Regions from separate parts of the Drosophila melanogaster genome. Here region 2 is linked to region 1. A link is a contact called in public Hi-C data. All regions are on one chromosome and are shown on one strand. The core of a region is the stretch at or near the end of the contact, and the rest is flanking DNA. Distances in the headings are between cores, read along the strand shown. Region 1 holds the start of Nup133 (Nucleoporin 133kD). Region 2 holds the start of vret (vreteno).

Evidence for each region. Hi-C and Micro-C count contacts between places; a contact is called where the count stands out from the background.
Region 2: a contact with region 1 is called in a Hi-C map of the Kc167 cell line, with 5 times the contacts expected there. A contact is called at or near these places in 36 of 107 Hi-C or Micro-C datasets (the Clone 8 cell line, the D17-c3 cell line, the Kc167 cell line and 11 more) and 1 of 7 datasets of targeted methods (the S2 cell line).

Annotation. Positions count from the first base shown.
Region 1 is chr3R:22,687,200-22,694,807 of dm6, forward strand. It overlaps Nup133 (Nucleoporin 133kD), which reads left to right and starts at 3,408. Exons shown (of 8, transcript NM_142823.3): 1 at 3,408-3,676; 2 at 3,732-3,906; 3 at 3,967-4,470; 4 at 4,522-4,834; 5 at 4,890-5,728; 6 at 5,799-6,477; 7 at 6,548-7,089; 8 at 7,153-7,573. The coding sequence starts at 3,501. The coding sequence ends at 7,527. wfs1 (wolfram syndrome 1) reads right to left here and starts at 3,181. Exons shown (of 4, transcript NM_142822.3): 1 at 3,034-3,181; 2 at 2,876-2,974; 3 at 1,254-2,818; 4 at 343-1,201. The coding sequence starts at 3,097. The coding sequence ends at 368. CG17625 reads left to right here. Exons shown (of 1, transcript NM_142821.3): 1 at 1-208. The coding sequence ends at 133.
Region 2 is chr3R:22,741,737-22,749,344 of dm6, forward strand. It overlaps vret (vreteno), which reads right to left and starts at 3,845. Exons shown (of 6, transcript NM_142835.4): 1 at 3,478-3,845; 2 at 3,004-3,414; 3 at 2,122-2,938; 4 at 1,875-2,059; 5 at 1,625-1,818; 6 at 1,218-1,570. The coding sequence starts at 3,788. The coding sequence ends at 1,413. It overlaps HP1c (Heterochromatin Protein 1c), which reads left to right and starts at 3,884. Exons shown (of 1, transcript NM_142836.3): 1 at 3,884-4,869. The coding sequence starts at 3,981. The coding sequence ends at 4,694. It overlaps CG17141, which reads right to left and starts at 5,863. Exons shown (of 2, transcript NM_142837.4): 1 at 5,592-5,863; 2 at 4,710-5,536. The coding sequence starts at 5,790. The coding sequence ends at 4,764. CG6985 reads left to right here. Exons shown (of 4, transcript NM_142834.3): 1 at 1-360; 2 at 419-1,018; 3 at 1,078-1,131; 4 at 1,190-1,345. The coding sequence ends at 1,261. It also overlaps CG31139 and rumi.

The DNA of each region.
Region 1 (7,608 bases), core at 2,158-4,657:
AAATGTTGATTTCCTAGAAACACCTGTTCCATATTCGCTAACATCTCCACAAAAGACGCTCACAACTCGGGACTCTTGCAAATGGAATGTCAAAGGTGTGGATCAGTTACCTTCCGATAACATATTTAACTAAATACAAACAAAGCAAAAAATAATGCGTGTGATAAGGATCTTTATATATTTTTAAGAACCAATAAAACGACAATTGAAAAGCTGTTTTACAACACTATCATAATCAACCAATATAATTTCGTAAATATTTTTCAGTTTAAATAAATACATATGTATCTATTATATTAAAGTAAAAAAAATGGGGTGAGCAGATTACAAGAAACTCATACTCCTGTGTTTTTTAATTTAATGAAAATTACTTAAACGTAATTAAAGGATTCAACAAAGCGTTCAACAAATACTTGATGCCTCTCATCAAATCTTGGAGGCGTGCATCCATGGGTGAAGCGGCCACCACTCGCTCGATGCTGGCCGTACCCAAATCCCGCGACCGGCACTCCACACACTCGATGGTTTTCAGCTTCACCTGCACGTTGTCAGCCAAAAGCCGAGAATTGTGCAGGATTCCATAGAATAGTACAACATCGCCCTCGCTTAGGAGCCGTGTGAAGTTCCCAAAGTCATGGTGAGCTCGTAGGATAACATCTGTGGTGGTGGAACGACCCAGTAGACGGCCACTCCTCTTGGTGCCCACCTTGACCAGCAGCTCGTACTCGTAGCGATTCCATCGCTGCAGTGTGCAACTACCGCTCTGAGCATTGAATGTCTTGAACACGCTCCGCCACTCCTCGCACTGCGCATCCAATTTGGGATCGCATTTGAAGTGCTGCGATATATTCTCGCCATGCAAGCAGCGCAGCATCCTGCCCAGCCAAACGGGCAAATAGTTCGCAATGGTATCCTCCAAAAAATTGGACACCCGCGAGATTTCCACTTTGGTGACGCTGCCCTCCCATATCACGGGCATTCCATTCAGAAGGGAGCAACGCAGCTGGGCTTTTATCTTATTCGGCTGCTCGTGGACAGGTTGAGCACAAAGTGCATGAAAGCGATCCCAGGGCAGAGTATTCGTCTCGGAAAGCGAGTGCAGACCCGCTCTGGGCATGGCATTGAAGCGCGGCGTATCCTTAAAACTCGATGTCATATAGGGTAAGACCAACAAGCACGCTGTTGTGATCGCCGTGATTAGCTGAAAAGGTATTAGTTAATATATGAACAAAACCTTACCATATTACACTTACCTGCAGCATTGTAATGTATTTCTGGGTAGCTCGGTTAAGCGCCAAAATGCAGGACAGGACCACTACCAGCCCGCAGGCGAGAGCTGTGCTGCCCCACCGAAGCTGCTCACTAGCCAGTCCTAAACTATCGATGGCCACGAAGACAGGCACCAGAAGTGCCACGATTCCGAACAGAGGCAGGAACAGGACGATTCCAGCCAAGCCGAGGGCTGCTCGCATCACTCCAAAAACGGTGGAACTCTGCGAGGTGGCTATGCACACTTGCAGCCAACTGAGCGTGACGCAGTGCGGGATGAGGAATGTGTAGACTCCATGCCAACGGGAGCGTTTGGCCATCATAATTAGCAGCACCGGAATAAAGAGATACAAGGCAGTGCGGCAATTCAAACAGAATTCAATGCCATTGCCAATGACAAACGATGAGAAAGTAGGTACGCGTAGGTCAAGAAAGCGCCAGCGCGTAGACACAACCTCGTCCATTTCGTACGGATATTTGGCAAGAACATTTACGGCAAAGGAAACAATCACTAGCCAGTCAGGCAGTTGGTGGGAGGAGGCGTACATGGACACGCACATGGTGATGAAGGTCAAGGCTCCAGAGATTATAGTCAGCTCCGAGTGTGGCAGCCAGGCGTCTGTGACCAACGGGTAGACAATCAGGTTGCAAATGAAGGCACAAAAGAAGTACAGGTACGGCTTCATATTGTTGCGTAAAAAGCGATGCTCCGCAATGTCCGCCTCGATGTTCTGATCCCCGTAGCTCAGGAACAGTCCCGACCAGATGCGAAAGTCCACGAACTGTTGTTTGGTTTTCAGCATCTTACACGTGGCCCAGATCATGATGCCCAGACTGAGATAATAGCTGACCAGGGGCAGCATATGCCGGCTGCTCCACCAAGAGATTGCAACGAGCACGCTGCAGCGCACGCTCAGAGGGATGACGTTGGGTATGGACACAATCAAGTTAAGCAGCCGGTGGTAGAACAGGGTGAAGAAGATAAGCGGGTGGAAGATCATGCGGTAGAAGCAGGGTACATGGTCCAAGCTCCTAGGATCCGGGACGGATAATGTGAGAGCATCATTAACGCTGGGCATTTGTCCGGCACTGTAATTGGAAGCTGCCGAAACGAGGTGAGCTTCGGTGATGAGGCGGCGTCGCTCCACATTGGCTAGGTCAATGGTGGGCACATCTTCGAGCGGTTCGCACTCCGGCTCCTGCTCGCCCTCGCTGCTCGACGAGGAGCGGTCATCATCGCGTCGACGCCGCTTGCGTTGCAGATTGTAGATGCGCCGCATTTTGCGCTCCAGCTGCTTGGGCGTTATATGCTCGTTTCCATTTGATAGGCAGGCAAAAAGCTCCCGGGCTGCTTTTCTGGCAGCCCGCTCACCAGGCGTCATAGCCAGGCAGCGACGCACTTCGTCCGTATTCTCTGCCGTAATACCGCTGCCATCGTTGTAGCACTGGCGTAGCAGCTTGACTGCATCCTCGTGTCCATTGTGTGCTGCACTCACCAGCCAGTTGACGGCCTTCTGGCTCTGATTGCCTTTGGCAAGATTGGGCTCTACTGCGGACATAGCAATCTTCATTATCTTGTAATTCTCGAGCAAATCCTTACACTCACCTATGGAATTATCGAGTAACTCTTTGGCCAGATCGTATTGCATCTGGGGGCATCCCTCCTCGGCGATGTGATGCTTAAGTTTGTTCAAGGAGGCACGATCTGTAAGGGAAAACATCTTCACTTTATGAACGTGTATCAATCAAAGCTCAGAGATTTACCTTCCAGATTCCAACGCCTGCGCTTGGTGACACCTGTCGGCTCATTTTGCGTCCAGGTGGCCATCTATGTCGAGTTTTTCGCTTTGTTTACGAAAATCTATGAAATAATTCTAGTCTTGACTTAGCGATGGCATCGTGTAGAACTTGTCTTAGAGATGGACTCACAAATATTAGTTAATATAATTATTAATTTAAAAATTTGTTTACCAAAGTTTAATTATTCATCGTATATAGTATATAAAATACATTTATGTAGTATAAATAATTTCCTATATTTAAATTTGTGTTCTTTGTGTATAATGTCGTGACTTCTAATCGATAAATAACTCAAATGTACTCAGCTGTGATTTCGATATTGCGACATCAAAAATCGATTCACACACATGCCGGCTAGATTGTTTGCTGTTGCAAAAGTAGTTGTTTATTTTTGATTTATAGGCATTTCCCAAATAAGAGCCAGCACAAAAATGGAGAGAAATCTGCAGAAGCAATTATACGGCATATCGCGCGAATCTTCACCAGGTGCACGAAGGTACAGCATGCCAGCAGCCTCGGCAGACAGCACGCGTAAATCAATTTTTGGCGGCAGCGCCAGTTGCGCCCAGATGTCGGGGAGCCTCAAAAGGACTGCCCTGACCAACAGGTATGTGCTAACTTATTCTCCTGGAATTTCCCACTCATCAAACAATCCTTTTCAGCCGGCTCAGCTTGTCGGTGCGTTCCACTCAGTCCATTGCCGGCATCCGATCCGATTACAATTCGGTAGAGAGCTTCGGTTGTCCACTGCCGGTGGTGGTCAATGAGGCACTAACCTTCGCAGGTCCAGGAGCGGGCACAGTAACAGCCAAAGTGACGCAAAACGGTTGGGCTTGGGTAATATATCAGCAACTCTCATTGTATCTGGTTCAGCAATCAGTACGATTACCTTTTCAGGTTGTCCAAGGCAGACGCCTCTTGATTTGGCAGTATAAGGACACGGCCAAGTCGGGCTCGCCACCTCGTGTGGGCAAACTGGCAAGACGTGGTGGTGGTCTGGCCCAGTGCCGTGAATTGACTTTACCTTACAGTGACCTGGGTCACAAGAGTGATTTAATCAGTGTTTTCCAGACGGAGGGTCAGCAAATGGCCTCCTGCATAGCGGTATCAGCCACGGGAGAAGTTCGGTACTGGTCATCGATTGCGCACGATGGGAACTCCGTGGATCTTTCCATCTTAACTGGCCAAGAGTTTGTCCAGCTGCTCAGTCTACCAACGCAGCAGGGCTACCTAGCCGTTACAACCACCTGCAATCTGGTATTCCTGCGAGTCGGACTGACCAACGGACGTTACACACTTCACCATAAGACTATCAAGCCTGCCACTAGCTTCCTTGGTGGTTTTGGCAAAAAGTTTGCCTCCATTTTGATTGGAATGAACACGGGTGCAGACAAGGATCAAGTAAGTATCTTCGTCCAGCATGGGACAAAAATCTCATGAAGTGTTTTTTAGACTTTGGTCGGCATGTGCTGCGAGAGCAATTTAGAAAGTGGAGAAACCATTGTGGCCGTGCTCTCTGATCGTGCAATCCAGCGCTGGAGTCTGTCCAACAATGGCAACACCGAAAACCTTCTGTACGAGGATGCGGATATGTTGCGCAGGATACGCGAAGAGTTTATAACGAACTTTTGGAAGTTCCGACTCCCAGCGGATAGTTTGGAGATCGATCTCCATCTGTTGGACTTTCACGTGGTTAAGAACAAAGCTTATATACTGGCTGGAGCTGTGAATGCTGCTCACGCTCCACAAATGTGCTACGCTCTGGGTAAGAAGTATGTGACAGCAAATCTTGATATGGTATATAATGTTAAGTATTTTAGTGACTGGCACTGCTCAAGCTGAAAGAATGCTTCTGGAATCGTTCACGCCGCTCAATATGAACAAATTCTTTAGTGCCAAGACTGAGGAGGATTGCCTCAGCGTGCGTTTTGTAGTAGGCAGCAGCCACATCTATTTGTATACTTCTAAAGTTGTGTATCCTCTGCACTTGACCAACTCGGTGCCGACAGCAGAGCTAGAGGCGGAAAAGATCGAGTTCCATCAGCACGATGATCGCATTTTGAGTGCCGTCATCTGCAGCCAATTGCCATTGTTCTTTAGTCGCACACATGGCCTAGTTTCTATTACACCGGGCGATTTTGATGGTACTGAAATGATGAACATGAGCTCCTGCAACACGCCAGATTTATATGCTCCCAATTCGTGTAATGCTAGTTTCGCAGTTGCCGATCATTCTGCTTTGACTAACAGTACTAATAATCTTCACCTTTTCGAACTGGATCCGGATGAAATGTACAACGAACTAAGCGATGAAGTTGGTCAACTAAAGGCAGCGTTCCTATATCACATGAAACGCAACAGCAATATGGTCAAGACGATCGTCGATGAGCTGCTTCGTAATGTCACTGCAGCCGATCCAAGTGGTGCACCCATGGATGCTTACAAGTTGGATCGAATTGTTATTACCATCGCCGAAGACTTGGCGGAGGATATACCAATAGCCGATCCCCGATGGGAGGAGGCACTTGCAGATCAGGAAATGAATAGGCATGCCATCGGCAGCTCTCGTTCAATGCAGATTATCAACCAACTAAGGGACAAGATCATTGCTTTCCAGCACTTCATAACGTTTCTGCATTCCAGTTTAGTTTGGGACAAGGTATAAGGACAAAATATTTATTTGTTTATTTATTTGATTTTGTTAACAAAATCAATACTTTTCGTTCCAGTTAAATGTCATACCTTGCGGAAGCCATTCGCTGAAACCCACCGGCTGTATTCTAGCCGATATCAGCGAGAAGATAGTGGCTGCTATGGCTCTGCGATCCATTCAGACCAAACTGCCCAAGCTGATTGAAGAGGCTATCGATGCCACCGTAGCGTTATGGCATGAGGAGCCTCAGGGCAGCCTAACTTACCAGGATATATTTTACGTAAAGCTGTCTAGGTTTCAAAACGTGTTCGAGGCCCTGGCGGATATTGCTGACGATCGAATCGCTGCTCAGAATCAGACCACCATATCAGTGGCCCACTTTGTCAACGAGATAAACTCCATTGTCCTAGACGTTTTGGGACAAGTGTTCAAGTATCGAAAGCAGCACGCAAGCAGCTTTAGACTGAGCCACGAAAAACTACCTTCCTACGAGAATCTACCTTGGACTGCGATGGCTGGCAGTGCGGGAGTTCGTGACACGCTGACTCGCCTCATTGACATTAGCGTTCGCTATGGCAGCCACTGCGTTAGCGAGACTGAGCTAAAGCAGCAATTGTACCAACAGATATTCGAACTAATTGATTTGGTTTTGGACGGACGGAAGACTTACTTAAAAAGCGTGCGCGACACGGAAAAGTTCAATGTTCTGCAGCAGCAGTTTGAGGCTCAGCGAAGGGAACTCATCTCCGTGCTAAGTAAGTTGTGTATTCTATTCATAATTTAAAATTCTTAAATATTTCTTATGTCTTTTTTTTTATTTTGTAGTCAAAGATCGCCAATACGAGTACGCCGCAAAGATCGCCGAGAAGTACCTCGATTTTCAGAGCCTGGTGCTTATCTGCGATGAGACGCAGGACAAGGAGCGACTGGAAGATTACACCCGCAAGTACGAGGAATATGACTTCTCACAGTTTGCCATCAATTGGCATCTGCGCCAGAACCGGCACGGCGAGGTATTCGAACGCTTCAAGGGCAACCAGACGGCTTTGGCTCAGTTCATGCGTGACCATCCGTCCCTTGGGTGGATCCAGCTAATATTCAACGGCGACTTCGAGCGGGCGGCCAAGGTGCTGTACGAGTTGGCCCAATGCGAAACGGAGTTTGTGGCGCGCAAGAAGTCTATGCTGTCGCTGGCCAAATTGGCCGCCTTCGCGGCAGCCGAATCCGATTTAACTGCCCAAGTTGAAAAGATCAACGCAGATCTTACGCTGGTCGAATATCAATCGCAACTGGGCCATGACGTACTGGAAAGCTTTGGCTTCGATCCAGCAGAACAGAAGGTGCTCAAGGCAGAGGAGATTATCAGCGTAAGATTTCACAAATTAATATACTTAATTCACTTATAAATATTACCGTCTTATTATCATTAGCTTTACATCGCCGAGGAAAATGAAACTGCCAGCGAAACGGAATTCCGTAAAGCTTTGGAACTTCTGAGCTACGTGGAACAGCCGTACGACATGCGGCACAAGATCTGGTGTGCAGCTATAAAACGCGATAACTGGACGGACTACGATCCCAACAATGCGGTGCATTACATGCAGAAGTTGCTCTTTTACAAGATCATCGAAATCTCGCAGCTGATGGGCAACGATTCCGAGAACGTTTTGCCACCCATGGAAGACTTTCTGGAGAGCGTGGAGCTCGGCGATTTGCCGCAGCAGAAACCGTTTCAGTATCTGTTGAAACTGACCTATGAGTATGTGGCCGACATGTTCAAACAGCCAGACGACATGGAACTCTAATCAAGCACCTCACATGTCTTTCTATTAAAGTTTACGTTAAGAATTTAAAATGATGGCTGGTGTTCTTGGACGGTGGACAGT
Region 2 (7,608 bases), core at 2,595-5,094, 55 kb after region 1:
GAAATAGCCAACTGGTGCCAAAAAATAGATGCCCAGAATGGTTGTACAGACACATCGCCACCACCTGCTGACAGTGCACCCGTTAGGTCTCATCTGCTCAAGAAGATCAAGCGCGAGGCAGATGCCTTTGCTCCACCGCATTTGGAAATTAGCCAACATAGAGAAGATAAACATGTCTCCTATGCAGCCGCCGATTCCAGCACTTCGATGGGAAAGAAAATCTATGAACAAAACACTTTGAAGATAGAAAACCCTACCAAGGAGTTCACCCAATCGGAATATCTGTGTCTATTAACTCCAGCTGAACTGCAGAAAAAAATATTACTCTTTGTTTCTGAATATGCACAAACATCTAAAACAGTAAGATAGATTTAGACCAATTTACATGCATAAACAAATCAAAAAACTTGTATTTCAGGAATCGTCTACGTTGAAGGAAATCTTCCAAATTGTATGTGATCATCCTGTGCTCCTAAAAACTTTGGGTACGAATCCAGTGTTTAAGGAAATAATGGAGGTACTGGACGCCATACTGCCGCCTTGGCCAAGCATGGGACTTTACGACTCCGCCAAGTTCGAGTTTCTACACGTAATGCTGGATCACTTAGTGGCGGAGCGAGGCGAGAAGTGCTGCATCTTGGCAAACAGTGAGGATTGCCTCACCCTGGTCAGGGGATACTGTCAGAGTTATAGTTTGGACCATGCGCAGCTAGATGGTCCCCAAAAAGTGAACTTATTTAATTCTCTTGCCGATGGAGAACCAATGATTGGCTTGATTTTGACCAGTGACTTGTCGGCGCTTCGAGCTCTTCGCTGCAAACACCTAATTATTTATAATCACAATTCCAGGCAGCAAGCCAACCAACTGCTGGCCGTTGGAGCAATGGATACCAAAATATATACTCTCATCACAGCCGGAGGTTCTCCGGAGGAGTTGCAGTTCTATGGGCATATGGGTGATGATTCTATAGAAGATCTTCAGAATTGCCGCAGCCAGCTTATACCGACCGCATCTAATGTGAGTACTTCGAATTCTTATCATATTAATAAATCACCTATTGCATTGATAACCTATAGAATCTAGCGGACTGGACCAAAAGTGAGCCACCTTTTGACCGTGTTTTCTTTGAGGTGAGATTTGTATTACATTTTACTAACTTAAATTGCGTAAATCAATGTGACCTTACAGGAAACTGCTATATCGGATAGTCTGGATTGTATTCAACTGGTTTATTCAAGAAAAGTGAGAGTAAAAACTTAAACAAACAAAACGTTAACTTCAAGAATATAAATGTAAACAAAATTATTTTGTTGAACTAAATGCTTAGCAGTTGAGTTAACCTGGAAGATTTGTGCTTTTTTTTGGCCATAATTAGTTCTGAACTATTTCGCGGAATCAACCTTTTGAGAACTTAGTCCAAACTTAAGAACTCCTGCAGTTTTTCAATGCGAGTGGAGTAGCTATTTGTTTCCTCGTCGAAAGTGATTTCGCTGCAGGTGATAACGGACCCAATGGGATAATTTTTATCCAGCCATTTGATCTGCTCATCGGTGGGCTTCTCAGGCACTCCTACGAAAATCGAGTCATATAAATAATATAATTATCTTTGGAGAGCCTAATTACCAATTAAATCCAACTGTGTGGTCATTATAGGGAAGATAAACTGCGGCGGATAGGGACGTATGTCGGTGACATGTGTTGGCACTATGTTTCCGTAGTCAATGAACAAAATGCTGGGATAACCATCTCCTACTAACTCCACAGAGAGACCTCGACGCCATTTGCCTTCGTACTTAGCTATGCAAAGCTCATTTATCCTAAATGAAAGAGCGCTTTAGTTAAATGGACAAAAGAAAACGGCGAGTAACTTTACGGCGGTGCGTAGGTTGCGCACTTGGCAATCTTTTCACCATACTCCTGTATGTCTCGCTGCATTTTGGTGACTTCGTAAGCCAGATCTATGGAGGTGCAGTAGATAAAGCCGCACTGGATGAATGTGTTGTCCATTACCACTACATTTATGTTCTTTCCGCAGTGCAAGGGAATGTATGGAAGACACTGAAACCGAATAAATGCAAATGACAACTGTGTACTTGATGTTTTTTTAAGTTCTGGCTTACGTCCTCTTTGTATCCCAAGTCCGAGACAGACGGCTCAACAGGAGTTAGGATGGTCTTGAAAAGGCGGTTGAGGCTCCTATTAATATCGATCTCGGTCATCACCACGACCTGCATGCCCTTGCTGGTATCGTACTCACGTGACGAGTACTTGATATTAAAAACTAGGGACTGGTCGAGTTCGTACATGACTTCCCTTATGTTGGGACCCACAAAGCGCCTGGGAACTCCGCGTAATTTAACGGCTACGGGATAGCAGGTCAAACCAGCTAAATACGAACTGCATTCATACAGTCTTTCCAGCTGCGTGACTTCAACACTTCCGAAATCAATGAACACTACATAGATTTCCTTGATATTATCCACGTTTAGCACCATGGCGCGCGACATATGTCCCTCGAACTTGTAGAGCACAATTTGTCCGCAGACTGGCGTACTCTGCAGTTTGGAGGCATCTTTGCCCAGCATCATTACCTCCGTGAGAACTGTATAATAGGCGATGTCAATCTGAATGTCCGCCGAGCGCACATAGACCACGTTAGTCTGCTCGAATGCAGTAATTCTCACTTTAGATCCAGACGGCGGCAAGCCGGGTTTGGGGTACTTCCGGCCCACCTTTTCGTCAAGGTTAAGTATCTCACCCTTGCCGCAAGCTTGCTTATGCTGCTCTGCCACATCGGCGAAACAGGAGGCATTGCAGAAGGGCATTTTGCACAGCTTGCAGAAAGTGTCTGTCCAGTTTTGACAAACCACGCACTTGCTGACGCCGTCTTCCAGCAGGCTTTTAGTTTTATCCTCTTCGGTGACAGCAACCGTTGACCTGAGTGATGCAGAAACTATACTCGTTAGCTAATCAAGGGCACGTGACCAGGTGGCTATACTAACAAAGGAATCGTTCTGCCCGAACGAAAGTGCAGAACGACCTGCGGGATTCTGGTCTCATCCTTAAGCTTGTAGATATCATGGCGCTCCAGTGCGAATTCGTACTTTACATTGAGATAGCGTTGAATGGGGTCGTTGGTGGCCAACAATGAACCTCTTTTGTAATCATCTTTGGTGACCAGCGGTGGCCGGAAGAACTCCGGATGATTTTGTCCTCCGGTCGAGATCGGAACCTCTCTGTTGTGATTCACTGGCGTACGTTCAGTGGCCGAAATTGCTGGGCCTGGTGTTGGCATTGGCTCAGTGGAAGTCACCGGATCGCTGGTGATTTCCCGCTCCTTTTGCGGGCGACCAGTGATGCACTTGATCAGGTTCGGGTAACGCTGCACCCGCTGTTGCGCTGTCTCCAGGGATCTGGAAAAAGGATTATACGCTCGAAATATTGAATGACCTGCGAAAGTGCTTGAAGAAACTCACGCGATATTTTCAAAGTAGACAAAGTATACGCGTGACAAGCGGCGGAACTCCATCTCCTTGATGAGCGCCCGACCGAAGAAGTTGATTAGCATCTTTTCGGTCACATAGGGACTGCTTTTTGGAACCACCAAGTATGGATACTTCGCCTGCCTGGTGGCACGTTGCTCCTTTTCGTCCTTTGGCGGCAGCGGGGCTTCCATGATTAGTTTCTGGCCAGACTCGTTAGTGTAACGGTTGCCCACTTGGTCATAGTATTCCCTGGACATTGGATCGAATGCGGACCAATCATCCTGCGAGGATTCGGATTCCATTGCACCTGAGCTTTAAAATTTCACCTGAATTCGAATTGCAAGCGCGTGCGAGTGTGACCGTTTTCTATGCTGTCAGAAGTATGTTGCTATTGTAACTGTTGTTGAAGTCAGCAAACGGTCACACTGGCACTAGTGAAAAAAACCAAGCCGATTTTAAATATTGTAAACAATCTTGTAAAAACACAATAAAAAATGGTTAAAAACGAGCCCAACTTCGTGGTGGAGCGCATCATGGACAAGCGCATTACCAGCGAAGGCAAGGTTGAGTACTACATCAAGTGGCGTGGCTACACGTCGGCGGACAACACCTGGGAGCCCGAGGAGAACTGCGATTGCCCGAATCTCATCCAGAAATTCGAGGAGTCGCGCGCCAAGTCCAAGAAGCGCGGCGAGAAGAAACCCAAGTGCGAAGAGATCCAGAAGCTGCGCGGCTACGAGCGCGGCTTGGAGCTGGCCGAGATCGTGGGCGCAACGGATGTGACGGGCGACATCAAGTATCTGGTGCGCTGGCAGTTCTGCGACGAGTTCGACTTGGTGCCATCGGCACAGATCGTGGAGAAGGATCCGCAAATGCTGATTGACTATTTCCAGAAGATGGCACCTTACTCCCGTCACATTGCGATGCGAATGAAGGGCGTGCCGGAGGAGCTGCGTTTGGCGGCCTCGCGCACCAGTTATCCGCACATTAGCAGTGCGCCCGTCGAAGTGCCGCCGGAGGTGGATCAGTCCGCTGAGTTGGCTGGACATCTTGGTGGAATCGCGCCACAGGTGGACCAGGCGCCGCAGCACCATGCACCCATGGATCTAGCCAATGATACCGACGATTTGGCTAGTGTTTCGTACTCGATTCCCGTGCCCGGCGTTGGCGACATTGCCATCGATGTGCCCATGGCGGAAAATCAATAAGGACGCGAGCAGAATCGACTGTTCAGTCTTTAATCTAAGCCCCTAAGTTTAATTCATACATATGTATAGCTATCTGAAACCACTGGGTTCGTCCAGATTCATGTGACCCAACTGGCCGGAGCGAAAGAAGTGAATGAACTTTCGCGCGGCCGCCAATAAATTTGTCATCACCTCCACGCGTCCGTCGTACTGCTTGACCTTGTGGAATAGCTCCTCCCGATGAGCGTACTCCGCCAGCACGGCGCTGATGTCGTCACTGGGTCCGGAGCTGAGCTTTAGCATCTCCACGTAGTCGTATTTGCGGTGGCTATTCAGCCAGTACAGCAGATAGTCGGCTATCAGATCCTCGCCCACAATATGATCGGGAAGGCAGCCCACCAGGGCCAGTTTCATGCCCATTTCATCATCCTTAATGGAGGGCTGGAGGATGCCGGGTGTGTCGATCATGTAAACAGGCGGATTCTCTTGGATTTTGATGCGTTCGCCGACGGATCGAGTTATACCCGCCTCGGCACCCACGCGTGCGGCGCTCTTCTTCTTGAGATGCACATTTCGCAGCACATTGATCACGGAACTCTTGCCCACATTGGGCACGCCGATGATCATCAGATTGTGCTCGGCAGCTTGGGTGCGATTGAAGCGACTGCTCTCGCTCACGAGGCGCGTTGCCAGGGGCAGGATGTCCAGCACGCCGTTGTTGCGCTGATCCTTGCAGTTGGTGAACAGGATGTGCTGCAGTTCGGGCTGCTGTCTCCTCAGCTGCTGGAGCACGCTCTTCTGCTGTTTGGCGCCCAGCAGATCGACTTTGTTCAGCACCAGAATATGCGGTTTAACACCACTTCCTGGGGAATATGAGTCCCGTATTAAGTGGCAGCTTATGGTTGTAAACGTACTCACCGGTGATTGTGTCAAAGAACTGGGAGTTTCTGCCCGCCAATGGGATGCGTGCATCGTGAATCTCGACTATGCAGTCTACATTTCGTAGTTTTTGCTGAATTTGCCGCATACCCTTGGTCATGTGGCCGGGAAACCAGTTGATGCGCTGCTTGGACGGCAGCCGGAAGGCATTGCGGAATGGATTCAGCTGCGCTGCCATGATGCGGAATCCATGTAATGCTAGCGAATCCAAATCAAAACTTTCAAACAGCTGTTGGCCAGTGACGTAACAATTGACCCAGGATTGTGTGTGGTCACACTAGTGGGGGGAGTTGGCTGTTGGGTGTGGCAGCACTGGCTGATTTAAATTTGAATTTAAAATTAATTATACAGATTTTTATTTTTTGGTACAAAACTAAGATTGTAAATACTAAGTTTATTTTCCGCGGTACAGCTGCACCGCTTTCTTGTTGGATACCTCCAGAAGTCCCGGCTCCCGTTGCACTTTATAAGTGAGCAACTTTGCGTATTCCTGGAGCATCTTACTCCAATAGCACTGCACATCCTCCATTCGGAGGTGGAGCCAAATGAACTGCTGTCCCCGTTCCGCAATCTCCTCCGCCAGATCGTCGTGCTCGCGCAGATATAGAATCAACTCCGCCAGCTCATCCACATCGGCGTCGCTGGCCACGGGAACGTAATGCACCCAGGGTTTCAGTTGGCTGTAGAAGAACTCCTGCCACTGGTCGCCAACATGAAGTACCAGCGAGCGGCAGAGCAGTATGTGCCGCAGCCGGAAACTGGCGGCCACACCGCGAAAATTGAACAGATACTTAAATTGGCAGTGCTCGACCAAAGGCATCTTCTCGACGGGATCGGCATCCGTCGCTAGTATCGTGTACTGGGCATCAACCAGGTCTGGACGCCTTTGCGAGAGCCTGACTAGACTATCGCGTTCTGGCGAGGATCGTGAGCCCCTAAAGAAACCAATAGCGCGCTTGGCACTCCACGGCAACTCCGACGCCCTGGCCACCAAATGTTTTCGCATCCAGTCCCAGCGACCCACACCGTGGGGATAGTGCTGCAGGATGGGTCCCGTGGTGGTCCAAAACGACCATGCTGGGTACATGATGTCCAGGTGGCGATTCGTGATGGAATAGGAAAACACCGGACCACTTAGGCCGGATAGGAAGTGCACCTGCGGCCAGTCGCGCACATTGAGAACGAATTCCAGGTCTGCCACACCACTGGCCATGTCCAAGAGCAGATCCTCCACATCGGCACATCGCTTGGGATGCAGGCACTTCTGCTGGCGATAGATGCGTCCACGGATTATCTGGTAAAAAGTGCCCAATCGTTTGGATTGCGCCATCATCTCAGGTGTAATCCCCTTGTCCACATACGGTTCCAAATCCCTTTGAATGGTCGCCACATGGCAGAGGCATTTCGGATCACCGATTACGCAGGGTCGATGGATCGCCAGGGCGTGCAGGATGTGCGGCACAAAGTCGTAGCTGGCTGAAGGATACAAATCTTGAAAAGGTTATATTATATTATATTCTATATAGTTAACTATTTGAGTTTGGGTTGTGTTCGTTGACAGCGCATTTGTCCTTGGAGCACGAAACGCAAGTGCAGGAGAGGATTAGGGCTCCAACTAAAAAGCATATCCTTGGCTGGGTCATAATTAAAATTTAAAGAGAATTTACATATTTCTTCCAAATATATTTTAAACTTTGAGTCTTAAAACAAATGGCTTTCGATTGTTATAAAGATTGTATAAATGCTATATATATAAATAGGAAAATATTCGAGTTGTTCTCTAAATCTTGGACATCAAAAATGCATGGAATGCGGACAGAGAGATTCACGCTGCTCTAAGCAACTTAATACAAAATGAGAAATGCTTAAACACAATAACATTTCATTTCGCTACAGCTCATCCTTTTTAGGCCCTATGTAAATAAGTTGATCCTCCGGCTTAACCTCGTATTGCAGCAGCTTCACATATCGCTTGAGCAGCTTGCGCCAATAGCAC